Regions from separate parts of the Muntiacus reevesi genome. Here region 2 is linked to region 1. A link is a contact called in public Hi-C data. All regions are on one chromosome and are shown on one strand. Each heading gives the region's core, a stretch centred on a gene start, on an enhancer-like site or on the middle of the called end of the contact. The rest is flanking DNA. Distances are from core to core; before and after follow the strand shown. Region 1 holds the start of DCAF6 (DDB1 and CUL4 associated factor 6). Region 2 holds the start of LOC136176287 (GPI ethanolamine phosphate transferase 1-like).

What was found. A called contact is a pair of places that touch in the nucleus more often than the background predicts.
Region 2: a Hi-C map of muscle shows a contact between it and region 1, with 8 times the contacts expected there. The contact joins the promoter of LOC136176287 here to the promoter of DCAF6 in region 1. A contact is called at or near these places in 2 of 3 Hi-C or Micro-C datasets (blood and muscle).

Annotation. Positions count from the first base shown.
Region 1 is chr1:64,928,000-64,934,983 of mMunRee1.1, reverse strand. It overlaps DCAF6 (DDB1 and CUL4 associated factor 6), which reads right to left and starts at 4,258. Exons shown (of 21, transcript XM_065946326.1): 1 at 3,908-4,258. The coding sequence starts at 4,004. MPC2 (mitochondrial pyruvate carrier 2) reads left to right here and starts at 4,875. Exons shown (of 5, transcript XM_065946330.1): 1 at 4,875-5,193. The coding sequence starts at 5,085.
Region 2 is chr1:65,580,319-65,587,302 of mMunRee1.1, reverse strand. LOC136176287 (GPI ethanolamine phosphate transferase 1-like) reads left to right here and starts at 3,073. Exons shown (of 14, transcript XM_065946433.1): 1 at 3,073-3,216; 2 at 4,779-4,932. It also overlaps the pseudogene LOC136171204.

The sequences.
Region 1 (6,984 bases), core at 3,009-5,508:
CCCATGGACAGCAGCCCACAAGGCTCCTCCGTCCACAGGACTCTCCAGGCAAGAACACTGGAGTGGCCTGCCATTTCCTGCTCCAGCACCATACTTAGTAAGGTTAAATGTCATTCGGGAAATCTTTTTAGTTATGTGTGTATCACAAATTCCCATGTAACTGTAATATTACTGTGGATAATGGTCAAAACATTTGAAAAACACTGACATAAAACATACCTGTAATATAAATTTCATGCTATCAGAAGTTCCTATCCCTTTTAAACTTTAATTCTACACCAAGTAGGAATGAAATCTACAACAGAGCTATTCAATGGTCTGCCATCGTTATGATTAATAATGTGCATTTGGTGGCCTAATCTTCAAGAATTATCAGTATATTCTATAACATATATTTGTCATATCTGTCATTCACTATTACAATCAGACATTTTTCAGCTTTCATTGAGATTTTTTTTAAGACTAAGGAAACAAAATACAAATATTTTCACTTACTTTTCCCCAGTAGCTAACAAAGGGACAACACTCAGAATTTTCTGACCCTTATAAAATATATTGTGACTTTGCAACACTTTATGAAGAACTTTGTAAGTCTGAATATAGATGTACTCAAGATACACTACAAGACTAGTCTAAATGCAAAATTAACCATTTCAATACATAGTGACCCTAATGATATTCAAAGGACAGAGACATTCTAATCCCCTTACAAAAAGATATTTCAATCTTCACTATAAAGTTGTCACTGGCTTAGTGGTTTCTATTCCCCCAACCGCCTCCTCCGGACAAATTTCTCTGCTGAAATTCTAACCCCCAAGGTATTAGTATTAGGAGACAGGAATTTGGGGGAGGTGATTAGGCTTGGGTGTGTGCATGCTCAGTTGTGTCCAACTCTTTGCAAACCCACGGACTGTAACCCAACAGGCTCCTCTGTCCATGGGATTTTCCAGGCAAGAATTCTGGAGTGGGTTGCCATTTCCTTCTCTAAGACTTGGGTTAGGGCCCTTATAATCCCAGAGAATGAGCTCACCTCTTGTGCCTTGTGAGGTTACAGTGAAAAGATGGTTATGAACCAGGAAGCAGGCCCCCAACAGACTTAGAACCTGACCATGTGAACACACATAGTGTGTTCCAGCTTCCCAAATTTTGAAACATAAATTTCTGTTGAAATAATTTTCTTTGATAAGAGGAAGAGAGATAAATAACCAAATTTAAATAAAATCACCTGTAATGTTTCAATACTACTATTCAAAAGATACATGTTATGATTAATTTGAAATGCATGTTACAAAAAAGAGTCAGTTGCTTCTATCCCATTTTACTGTTATTTAGAATTAATTTATTATTATAAGTATATATAATGGTCATAATTAGAGAAATATTTAACCTATGATATTATAAACAATCAAAATGTTTAAATACTGAAGTCTCCAAAAAAAAGAATCCATTTACTTTTTAAAACCCTTTTTTAAAAGGGGCTTTTTAAAAAGATTTTATGAGTACTTCAGGTACAACCACTGACCAGTCAGAGAACCATATCCCACATGCGGCAACTAAGAGCTTGCAGGTCACAACTAAGGATTCATCATACTGCAACAAAAACATGCCCACACTAAGGCCCTGTGCACCAAATAAATAAATTTTTAAAAATTATTTTTAGAAAATCTCATTAATTCAGACAGTGCTAATATGGATTTTGCTGTTTCCTGAATGCTAAGCCAAGATTAGCACTGGAGTGTGGATGAGCTAGATAAACTAAAAGTGTAAAGAAAGTCTATTAAGGCCAAGAAATTACTTTTCAAACTATTTCTGAATACTTAAAAAAACCCACTTTTAAAAAAAACCCACTTTTAAAGGAAGCTGTTCCAAGAATGTAATAAAGTATATATTACTAGCACATTTAAAATATTATGTAAGATATGGAATTCATTGTATGAATACACATGTTTGAAAAATCTGTAATTTAGACTTTCTACTAAAGACAGTGAAGTCACATTCTTCAATTCCCCTCCACCCAAGACAAACTTCACTTCCATTATGGAGCTAGAAGAGAAAGGGAAAAAGAAAATTTATGATCTTACTATATTTTAATTGACTCTATCATAGATACAACTGAACTGTGCCAGCAGAAAACATTAATAATAAAACTAAATATAATCACTACTCATTCAAATGCTCCAACTAATTGAAATTCACTTATGTAGAACATGTATTCTTTTTATTAAGCTAAAATTAAGTTCTTTCTCAGCAAGTAAATATTAAAAGAAATATTGCACATCTTTTAGGTTAATGGTTTAAAAAAGCATTCTCTATTCATATTAAATTTTAAAATGATTAATCACCACTCCAGGTACTTATCCTAGAACAAATGCACAAAAACCACGTACTGATAAAAGGATGTTCACTGTTAATAACAGCAAACATACAGGAAAAGAAAGAAGGCTGAGTCAACCTTGACACCTTCATACCGTTAAATACTATGCAACAGTTTAAAAGACTGCACAGATATATTTCTACGACCATGCAACGATCTCCAAGATGTAATGGAAAGGCAAGTTGCAAAACAATATTTACAATATGACATCATACATGCAGGTCACTCACACACACACACACACACACACTCCTACAGCATTTCTATATGTATACACGTGCTTGTGAGAATTCAAAGGAAAAGGTTTAGAAGAATATTCAGGAAACAACATTGTTACCTCTCTAAGGATGTATGTGTGAAACGAACGGGAAGAATCATAAGAATTTGTGCTTCATTTTTACAAGGAAAATGTACTCATGTCACTTGAGACACTAAAAAGCAGGAGGAAAGAAAAAAATGCCTGTCAACTTCTCTCAAATAATCACAAACCAGAACTATTAGGTGCAATGAGATTTCAATTTCTTTCACTGATTTTTAAGTCAAAACCATCTGACTTAAAATCATTTAAATGACATTTAAAGCATTTAAATGACATCAACAAATACCTAAGATAAAAGTGACAAAATTGGTAAGAAAGAAATTTTAATGATGTTGTCTTGCCTTCAAATTAAAAATAAAAAAGAATAAAGAGTAACAAGATTGCAGAGGAAGGAAGAAAAAAAGACTCTTACTAAATCCATCCACTTTTAGCTCAGGCGTGACCCAGAATCCTCACAAATCCACTTATACAAAACGAAAAAAAAAAAAAAAAAACTGGACTACCGTTCCCTCAAGTATCGAAGGTTGTTTTTAGAAAGCTTAACTAAGAAACAGTAAATGCCAAGTGTTTCACCGGTGTGGGAATGGGAACGCGAAACCCTACACCTCCTTAAAGCAATCTAAACGACTGAACAGCAGAGTCCAACTGGGAAAGCGCGCGGGGGTGGGGACAGCTCAGCTATCACTTTTAGGTTCTGGCTCGCAGCCGCGGAACAGTTTACCCCCAGTCTGTTTGGAGCGTGGAGTCCCCGAGGGTGGTCAACGCGTCGCCGCCGACACCTAAGCCCAACCGAGACTTCAGAGGAGGGGCGGTCAACACAAACTTAGCTCCTTCGGCTGAGCCGGGAGAGCGCTGAAGAGCAAAAGCGCCAACTTTTGCTCTAAACGCGGCAGCTCCGGGAGGTTCGACAAGTCTTCCCCCAAGCCCCACTCCTGAAACGATCCCAACACCTTTCCCGGCCAGTACTGTCCGCCCCAGGTCCGGCCCCCGGAGGAAAACCCGACCAGGGCGGCGGCTGGCAGCATGAAAGAGTGCCTTGGCCACGGGAGGACGACAAGGGCGCGGGGTCCGTCGGCTGAGGGCCACCCGGCACCTCAGAGTCTCCGGGACGCCCCCGCCCAGCAGCTGTCCCGTCTCCAACAGACCGCGACGCGGCCCCCTCCCCCACCTCGGGGCGGCGACCTCCGCGCCCCTGCCCCGGGGCCCCTGCTCACCGAGGTAGCGGCTCCGCAGCCGGGACGGGTCCTCCAGCCCGAGGGACCTTTTCCTCACGTCCCACAACAGGTGTGGGCAGGAGCCACCCCGAGACATGGCTCTGCCAGGCTGGGGGAGGAGGGGAGACCACCGCGTGGGGGAGGGGAGAAGGGGGAAGAGACACGCGGATCAACACCCGAGCCGCACCGGGACCATCCACGCGCCGGGTCTCTCAAGCGCAGCGAGTTAGATGGCAGCGGCGGCGGCGGCGGCGGCGCCTTCGCCTGCGAAGTCCGGCCGTACCCGGGCTGGAGCTCGCTTCATACTCTCCTTCTCAGACTACCCAGAACAACCAGAGATCAGCAACAGTCCCCTCCCTCGGCACCCCCTCCTGAAGGAGGAGGCGAAGGCGGCCTCGACTCCTCCCTCTCCTCGTTCTCTACACCCGCCCTTCCAAACCTTTCTCGCGAGATGACTGCCACTGGGCTTTGAGGCAGGTGTGTGCTATGGCCGCCCTTACCCTAGGAAATTGGGTTCAGGCCATTCTAATTAAATCCTTAATACTCTATGGATAAATGAGGAATAGAGAAGTAGCTGAAGTCGTAAGTCTCGCGTTCACGAGTCTCATTCCAAAGGAAGCAAGAGAGTTATGCGGCGTCATCTTTAGTCGGGGCACGGAAGGCCCGAATAGTCCATTTTATTTAGGGGCCTCCTTAAGCAGAGTGAAAGGGTATCCGCCGATGCAGCTTCACTTTCCCTTCTCCAACATGGCTTCCAGAGCAGGAAGAAGAAATTGGAGGTTTGCTTTGGACCCTGCCCGCGCCCGGGACGGGCCAATCAGTGCGGGCAGCTCTGGTTGCGCAAGCGCGCTGCCGGTAGGCCTCTGGGTTGACTCGGTGAGGCCATCCTTTAGTTACCTGTTTTAGCCACTCCTCCCGGGTCCCGGCGGCGAGAAGCCAGTAGGCGGGCTCGGGGCGGGCCGTCGCAGAGTCTCCGCCCCCACAACCTTCTCTGGGCGCGGGCCAAAGGGTGGTTCGCCGGGGGGTCAGGCTCAGCCCGGGGAAGGGCAGGCACCCAGGGAGAGAGGGCGCGAGGCGTTGATACAGGGGAAAGTGACGAGCTGCCCTACATTGCCAGCCAGGGACGAGCACGCGGCCACGCTACCACCCGGCTGCCCACGATCACTCGTCCGCAGAAATGTCAGCCGCCGGCGTCCGGGGCCTGCGGGCCACCTACCACCGGGTCCTTGATAGAGTGGAGCTCCTGCTGCCTGAAAAATTGAGGCCGTTGTACAACCACCCGGCAGGTAATGAACCCAGAGTGGCTCCCACCGAGACCTCCCTTCATGTCCCTTTCCTCCCTTTACCGATCCGCTGACAACTCTGCCGGTGGACAGTTCACCCACAGCCCCAACCCCTGGTCCTCAAGTGAATCTGTGTACTTTCCCATGCTCCTTGCTTTTCACATTTTCTTTTCCAACATGTCTAAAACTCGTGATTTTCAAGTCTGCGCCCTTTGCGACCTTTGTTGCACTGCTTCTCTTAGGCACCACTCAGATCCGGACCAGGCCTCTTGGTTTGACCCTTCTCCGTTTCTGCGGCCAGGAAAGGGTCTGGGCCACCAGGAAACCTCATTCTCTCCCCTTTCCTTCCATGAGTAGTGATATATTGACCCACGCGCAGAAGAGCTGTCTTACCGCCCCAGAGTGTTTGGAGTAAAGGTCATACTTCCTTCAGCTCCAGCTGACAGGCCTGCAGAAGCCTTAGCCAGTTTCTGAGTCAGTGTCATTCCTAGGTCTAGTTTGTTTAAGTCTATCCTAAATTACTACTGAACAAGCTCCTTCTGAACCTTTTTGTGTTGACAGACCTGGATTTAAGTTCTGCTCTGCTGCTAATTCTAGATGTGACCTTGGGTAAAATCCTAGATCTTAGTTTCTGTGAAATGTGGTCGATGTGAAAGGTAAAGATAACATATGTGTTTGATTCGTCGTAAACGCTCAATAAATATTAGCTCTCTCTTTAACCTATTGGAAAACAGCGTTCTTGTAGTTGAAAAAATAATTCTGTAAGAAACTGGAAGATCCCAATGCCTCCAACTCTTTATTTTAAGGTCTAAAATCCTGTTACCTCTTATATAAACGTTAGTAATAGTACTTACTTGACTGGGAACTCAAACCAGATAACATTCTGAAGTCACTTTCAAGCCTAAGACTTAGCAAAGGAGAAAGTGTGTTATAAATAGAAAGATTGAAGTGCAACCCCCCTGTGGCCCTTTTCTCTACATAGTTAAATCTATCTCTGCAGTGGGTGTCATTAGGAAAGTTGTATATCTCCCCACATAGCTGACTATGAAGCAGCTCTTGGGAATCTAAGATGATTACTAAATCTGATTTCCAAGTTTGATAATGGATTAATCTGTGTCTTGGAATTATGCTTTAGTATAATATTATTTATTGCAGTAGTTTACCCTTTATAAAACTGACCTTTAAGGAGAGATTTTTATTAATGAAGAAGATTAGTTTATTTGCTTTTTGTTTCTTTAAGACACAGTTTTTGGAAATTGTCCTCTGTTTTGTGGCAGAGATTTTCAGGAGGAAGAGTTGAGCAACGCTTCTGTAATAATCTGGGCTTTTTTTTTTTTTTCATTTTTTGGCCGCACTGTATGGCATGATTTTGGCCAACTGTTTGACATGTGGGGAATCTTAGTTCCCCAACCAGGAACTGAATGCTCATTCCCTATATTGGAAGCTCCAAGTTTTAACCACTGGGCCACCAGGGAAGTCCCTCGGCTTTAGTCTCAACTGAATTCTTGTGGTCAGTGCTGACCCTCTTAAGCTTTGTATTTGGTCTATAGGATAAAGACAGGCTAGAGGAGAAACAATTTTAAACTACTTTAAAACAGAGTTGGAGGGTAGGTTTATAGTGATCTTTTCCAGGGTCTTGGCTTTAACCACTTATAGTCATTGTTCATAATAGTTGATTCAGCTTTTAGAATGAAAGGAAATTATCTTTCTTTTGAGATTGGTTTGTAGATCATGTATTTTATGTAGATACTCTTGGACTAGTTCAGTTACTGTAACCTTTTTTTCAGTGTGATG
Region 2 (6,984 bases), core at 1,824-4,323, 650 kb before region 1:
GGCTGGAAGAAGCACAAGCTAGAATCACGATTGCCGGAAGAAATATCAATAACCTCAGATATGCAGATGACACCACCCTCTTGGCAGAAAGTGAAGAGGAACTAAAAAGCCTCTTGATGAAAGAGAAAGAGGAGAGTGAAAAAGTTGGTTTAAAGCTCAACATTCAGAAAACTAAGATCATGGCATTTGGTCCCATCACTTCATGGGAAATAGATGGGGAAACAGTGGAAACAGTGTCAGACTATTTTTGGGGCTCCAAAATCCCTGCTGATGGTGATTGCAGCCATGAAATTAAAAGACGCTTACTTCTTGAAAGGAAAGTTATGACCACCCTAGATATCATACTAAAAAGCAGAGACAATACTCTGCCAACAAAGATCCATCTAGTCAAGGCTATGGTTTTTCCATTGGTCATGTATGGATGTGAGATTTGGACTATAAAGAAAGCTGAGCACTGAAGAATTGATGCTTTTGAAATGTGGTGTTGGAGAAGACTCTTGAGAGTCCCTTGGACTGCAAGGAGATCCAACCAGTCCATCCTAAAGGAGATCAGTCCTAGGTGTTCATTGGAAAGACTGATGCTGAAGCTGAAACTCCCAATACTTTGGCCACCTGATGCGAAAGAGTTGACTCACTGGAAAAGACCCTGATGCTGGGAGGGATTGGGGGCAGGAGGAAAAGGAGACGACAGAGGATGAGATGGCTGGACGGCATTACTGACTCGATGGACATGAGTTTGAGTAAACTCCAGGAGTTGGTGATGGACAGGGAGGCCTGGCGTGCTGTGATTCATGGGGTCGCAAAGAGTCAGACAGGACTAAGCGACTGAACTGAACTGAGGGACTGAAGTTAGGTGATCTCAGTCTCCGGCACCACTTAAAAGTACTAACAAAAAACCATCAGTTTGGCTACAATTTTATCATGTATTTTAACATGTGTGAGCAAATTTCAGTTGGCCTCACATTAACATATTGAAAACCTCATACTGTTAGTAAGGGAAAATCTAAGATGCCTCTTGAGAAGGATAGGTACTGGGACTCCAATATGCATCCTGGGCGGTACTTTTTTTTTTTTTAATGGGCTATGGATTGGGATAATTTAATGTAATTATATAAATGTTTCAGCAGAGAAAATGGCTGAGGCTATATTTTAAAATGTAACACTCTTCTGAATTAAGGACATGTGCTAAGTTGCACAGTAGTGTCCGAACCTTTGCCACCCCATGGACTGTAGCCTGCCAGGCCCCTCTGTCCATGGGATTCTCCAAGCAAGGATACTGGAGTGGCTTGCCATGCCCTTTTCTAGGGTTGGCTGTACGTTTTAAAGACATAAGAAATGCTTACAAATATATGATGAATGAGGTAAACGAACACTCTATACGGTTAACAATGATTACAACAAGGCAGAAAAGTTAATTCCTAAACTTACCAACAGAAAAAAGCCTACAAGGTTCTGAGACCAGGAGGTAACACTGCAGGGAGAACCTGCCTACTTTGCTCCTTAGACTTCCTATAATTCTGGACACCCACTGAAATTAAGGAACCGAAAGTGAATGAAACTGAGTTTATTTAAACTGAACAAATTTTATGCAGTAGAAGATGCAACTTTTGAGTAATCAACTCAACCCAAAGACAAATGGGCCTTCAAGTGGATCTGGTTTCGGGGAAAGAGCAACATATCCTATTCTTAACTCTCTTGACTTGGAGTCAAATAATTACTGGGAACAACAAAAGGAACACTGTTTCCAGGTAGTGGCGGTTCAGGAGACGGGAGAGAATGGAAAAACAATTAAAGCGATAAACCAAGGTTGTAAGGGAGTCTTCTGGAATCATGTAGTAGCCAGTGAACTAGAAACTCTGGATATTTAATAGATATGGACACTAATAGTGGAACCAGGAGCTGGTGCAAGTCCAGCCAAGGGCTGGAGGCAGGCAGCGAGAGAACAGTCGCTGTCAAATCCTTTGGCCTCCACGGCAAAAGATCACCGCCGACCCCCGCCCCAACCCTCTAGCTGAAATGCTCCCAGTACTCAGCACCGGCCCACAAGCACCCCCTCCCCACAATAAGCCCCAACCCCAACCCCAAAAGCCCAGCCGGAGGGACAGCGCCGTCGTTCATTTACTGAGCTGTCCCCCACACGACGTCGTACTCTGCTCCCGACCTCCTGCGCCTCCAAGGCCGGTCGCCCCGGGCACCCCCGGCGCCCCCGTCCCCGGCGGGGTCCCGCTCTGCCTCTCGAAGTTGCCAGGGTTGGGGAAGCAGTCGCGCAGCCGAGGGAGCTCGCGCCCGCTCTCTAACAGCTCGGTGTGCAGCTCCAAGGTGGTCAGCAGGTACTGATCGCGCAGCAGCTGGGCCGCGATCGCATCAATTGACAGGCGGGCCGGGGTCTCCCCCAGGGCCCCCCAGGGCCGCCGCCGCCGCTTCCCCGGGGAGCCCAGCTCGGGCACTGCTCCCCAAGGCCACGGGGTCCTGGGGCGACAGCGAGTCCGCAGAGCCAGGATCTATGCCGCCCCGGCACCCAGCCGAAGTCCTGCCCGCCGCTCGTCGGTCGCCGAGACCTCATCCTCATCCTCGTCCGAATCGCTGAGGAAAGGGTTTACGCCGCCGCCGGCGTGAACTGTCTTACACAGTCAAGAGTGTGGGCGCCCCCCTGTGACAGACCGTGGCCTAAGTCCCCTCTGAGCCTCGGCAGGCACCGCTCGCTTCCACAGACCCGGCCTTGCCACGTCCAGCCTCCTCACCTGGAGACCAGGCGCAGGCTCGGAAGCAAACCGTCCGGAGGCTGCAGCAGTAGCAGCCACTGACTCAGCCGCAGCAGCCCGGCTCTGCGGGCGTCGTCCTGGTCCCTGGTCTCGCGAGAAATGGCGTGTGCCCCGCCCTCTCCCCGCCCCCGCCCCGCCTGCTCCCCACGCTTGTGAGCAGACAGAGGGGCCCCGCCCCCTGCTCGAAGGCAAAGCCCCACCCCAGTCCTTTTTGATTGGTCGAAGGAGGTAAGGGCGGGGATTGGAGTCACGGAGGACTGACCCGGGAATTATCGCGAGAGTAGCTTCTGGTCAGGTGAGTGTCCGGGTCGTTTCGTGGTTGGGGGGCGTTTTTGATGGTGGCTTAGGAAGCTTCTCTTCTGGGCTGGAGGGGAGCTCTGACTCGCAGCCGGGGCCCGCCTTCGCGCTGACGAGACCTCGTTCCCGAGGTCAGGCCTGACCTGGTCGAGCCCAGGTAGAGTCCGGGAGAAGTGGGGGCAGGGGCCGGCCCGACACTGGCGCTCGCCGGGGTGCGCCGCCCCCTCTTCCTTCGCTCCTGCGTTGTGCGCTGCCCGCTGCTGACGTTTTCCCCGCGGGGGTGGCCGGTGCCGGGAAGAGCCGGTGGTCAGAACGGGGCTTGCTTCCTCTTTCTCGCCCTCCCAGCCTCGTGCCTGCGGGACCCGGGGGGCTGGGTGCGGCACAGAGACAGAGCCAGTGGAACATGCAGCGGGGACGTTGGGATCTGCTTGGATCTGCGACTATCCCGACAGTCTCGACTTCGGTAACAAACTATTAGGAGCGCAGTAAGCACTTGTGATTTAATACACAGCTTGCACAATGGGGACGCTTCAAAACGTCAAATACTGTCCCTCAGAGAGTCCCTTGCAGAGCAAGGAGATCCAGCCAGTCCATCCTAAAGGGAATCAGTCCTGAATGTTCATTGGAAGGACTGATGCTGAAGCTGAAACGCCAATACTTTGGCCACCTGATGCGAAGAACTGACTCATTGGAGAAGACCCTGATGCTGGGAGGGATTGGGGGCAGGAGGAGAAGGGGATGACAGAGGATGAGATGGCTGGATGGCATCACCAACTCAATTGACATGAGTTTGAGCAAGCTCCGGGAGTTGGTGATGGACAGGGAAGCCTGGCGTGCTGCAGTCAACGGGGTCGCAAAGAGTTAGACACGACTGAGCCACTGAACTGAACTTGGGGTATTTGTTTTGTTTTTGGTAGAAGCTTTTTTGATGCTTTTAATACTAAGAATTGGAAGAATTTTTTTTTAACAGAACATTAGCTCCTAGTGTTTAATTCTGAATTTATGTGTGTGTGTATGCGCATGCTGTGTATTGAAGAAAAGCATGGAAAAAAAATCCCAGATCTTAGGAAAATAGTATCAAAAGAGACACCAGTGTTGTTTCATAGTCCTTAGCTAAAAGGATTGCTGATCTTTATTGTAATTGAGTTGCCAGAGAGATTGAAGATGGAACCACTTTGTGGAATGGAAAAATGGGAAGGATTAGGGAATGGCATGGAAAAGGCATGTTTAGAAATGGGTTATTTATATGCAGTATTTCCTCCTGTGTAATGGGAATTGTACACATCTGTTGTACTTAAGGTCCCCACACTTAGGGTCTTCCTCTCAAGGAGTGTGCTTATTAGGTTGAAGAGCCTACAGTTCATATCCCCGTCCTGCCAGTGATTTGCCTTGAGACTTTTAAAAAGTTATTGACTTCTCTTAGCCTCCTCTGTCAAGGAGATCCTTAAAGTACACAGACTTAGGAATGTGCTTGTCACAGTACCTGGTACCTAGTACACAACAAATGTTATAATCATTTATCAATTAATGTACTACTCATATATCTTGAGAATATTTGACAGATTTTTAAAAGTAAAGTGAAACAAACCTGATGTCAATCATTTAGTAGCATTAGCCAGAAAAAGCTAATTGCTCCAAAGTAGGCCCCAAAGGGAATATCTTTTAGGGTCTGACTTCTAAAATGAAAATTGAAAATAGATTTAAAATATGTTTCCTCAGATAGTTGTAAGAAGTTGGATATCGAAGTTCTTCCTTGATCAGCAGCTTACTATGACACATCTGTAATTCCCTGGTTCTACCTCATATCCTGTAACCATGGACTTGTTAATGTGACCTTCCAAGCCCCTAACAAATCAACTGGCCAGTTGTCTCAGTAAGTACCTTTCTCTTCCACAGTACATAGAGATTTCCTTATCAACTAAAAATGTTGAAGAAATATTAATAGTGCATACTAAGATATTATTAACAATTGCTGATTTATATTTAATAATAATTTGCCATTAATATTGTTGAGGAATTTTACTTCTACTTACTAAGTTTTGCATTAATCTAGGTCTTTACAGCCAATGTTTCACTGAATGATCGAGATAGTCATTGATGCTTGTATGTTAGTGATAAAAATATAAAAGATCGCTTTTTTCCAAGCACTTCAATTGTTTTCTTGATTAAAAAATTATTTTTTTGTTTGAGTACTCTTAAAATAACCACAAGTAATATTTTCAGTGCAAGTTTTTCATTGATGTAAAGTTTTATAAATATATAACTTTTTATACATTTTTACATATTCTAATTTTTGACATTGTTTTTCAGTGTGTGGTAAACATCCCAGAGGTATAAGTTAAATGACTTGTATTGATACATGGTTATGTGTATTTTAAACATTTTAGTAGTTATTCATTTTTTTAGGTGATTTCCAAATAATTCATCCATGAAAAAGTTTTTTTTTTCACTAAATTTGAATAAAAAGTGATTTAAAAAAAAGAGAAATATTAAATGATAATAGTGCTTAATTATATGTGCATAGCTATAGTAAAGTAAGTAGCATGTGAAGGATGATATTTTGGAATCACTGAAATTTTATGTATGCCATTGCTGCTGCTGCTGCTAAGTCGCTTCAGTCATGTCTGGCTCTGTGCGACCCCATAGGTGGCAGCCCATCAGGCTCCGCCGTCCCTGGGATTCTCCAGGCAAGAACGCTGGAGTAAATGACAAATATGAAAGTTACTGTGGTTGTATTTATCTTGAATCTTCACTGCTCTTGTGTCTGTTCTGGGGGAATAAATAGAGAAGCAAGGCAGCCTCTAGTGGCTACAGTGCGTATCACACATACCCTTGAAAGGATAATCCTAGGTTATTTAATAGCCCTGACTAAGTGCCCAGGACTTGGCGGAGTACTGGAGAAAGCCTGTCTTGCTGTCCTGGAATCAGCATGAAGTTACAGAGACAGACATTACTACAAATAGTCAGAGTCATAGCTGTGTAGTTACAAACTGAAGTAAAGGTTTGAGCTTCTGATTTGGACTGAGTAGTCCCTGAGGAAGTGATGCTGGAAAGTGCCGGGGAGGGACCGACTAAGATCCCACTGTTATTATGTGAGAGAGCTAGATTTTTGTTTTAGCTAATTACAGCTTCAGGGTCAAAGTTCTCAAATGTTTGTTTTACTACTTCAGTAAGCTTTAGGGTAGTGGAAAATTTGTATTATCCTATAACACACTTTGATACTTTTGACACGTTGATACTTTTTACAGAAAAGTTGTGTAACAACAGTGGGGAAAAGAAAGAACATAAGTCCAGGGAGTTATTTGTAAATGCAAAATAAAGTGAGAAATGATAAAGATATTTCCTTATTAATGAACATGATAAGGAGAGTACTCAGGTTTCCATGGTAGAGAGGAGTATTTAAGTCAATGGGAGCTTCTCTACATCTAGGTAGATAACATATATACTTTAGTTGTAAATCAAGTTTAAGATCTTACTAAAATGAGTTGAAAAATGAGTTACTTTGCATAACTAAATATGATACCTGATAGAAGAGTTCTGAGATAGAGAATAGAAGAAAAAATAAGTGAACAGAATATTATGGACAATTTTGTCATAATAAATTTGACAATTTGGATGAAATGGACAAATGGACAAAAGATACAAGTACCAAAACTTACTCAGCAAGTAGTAAATAATCTTAGTATCTATCTCTCTGGATATGAAGAAATTGAATTTGTAGTTAAAAACCTTCCAACGAAGGAAACTCTGAGCCATTGATATCCTATTACACAATAAAGGAAGAAATAGTACTAATTCTACACAAACTCTTCCAAAAAATAAAAGGTAATAACACTTCCTAATGCATTGTCTGACATCAAAACCAGAGAAAGACATTACAAAAAAATATATAGTCTAATATCGCTAATAAATATTAATTTAAAAT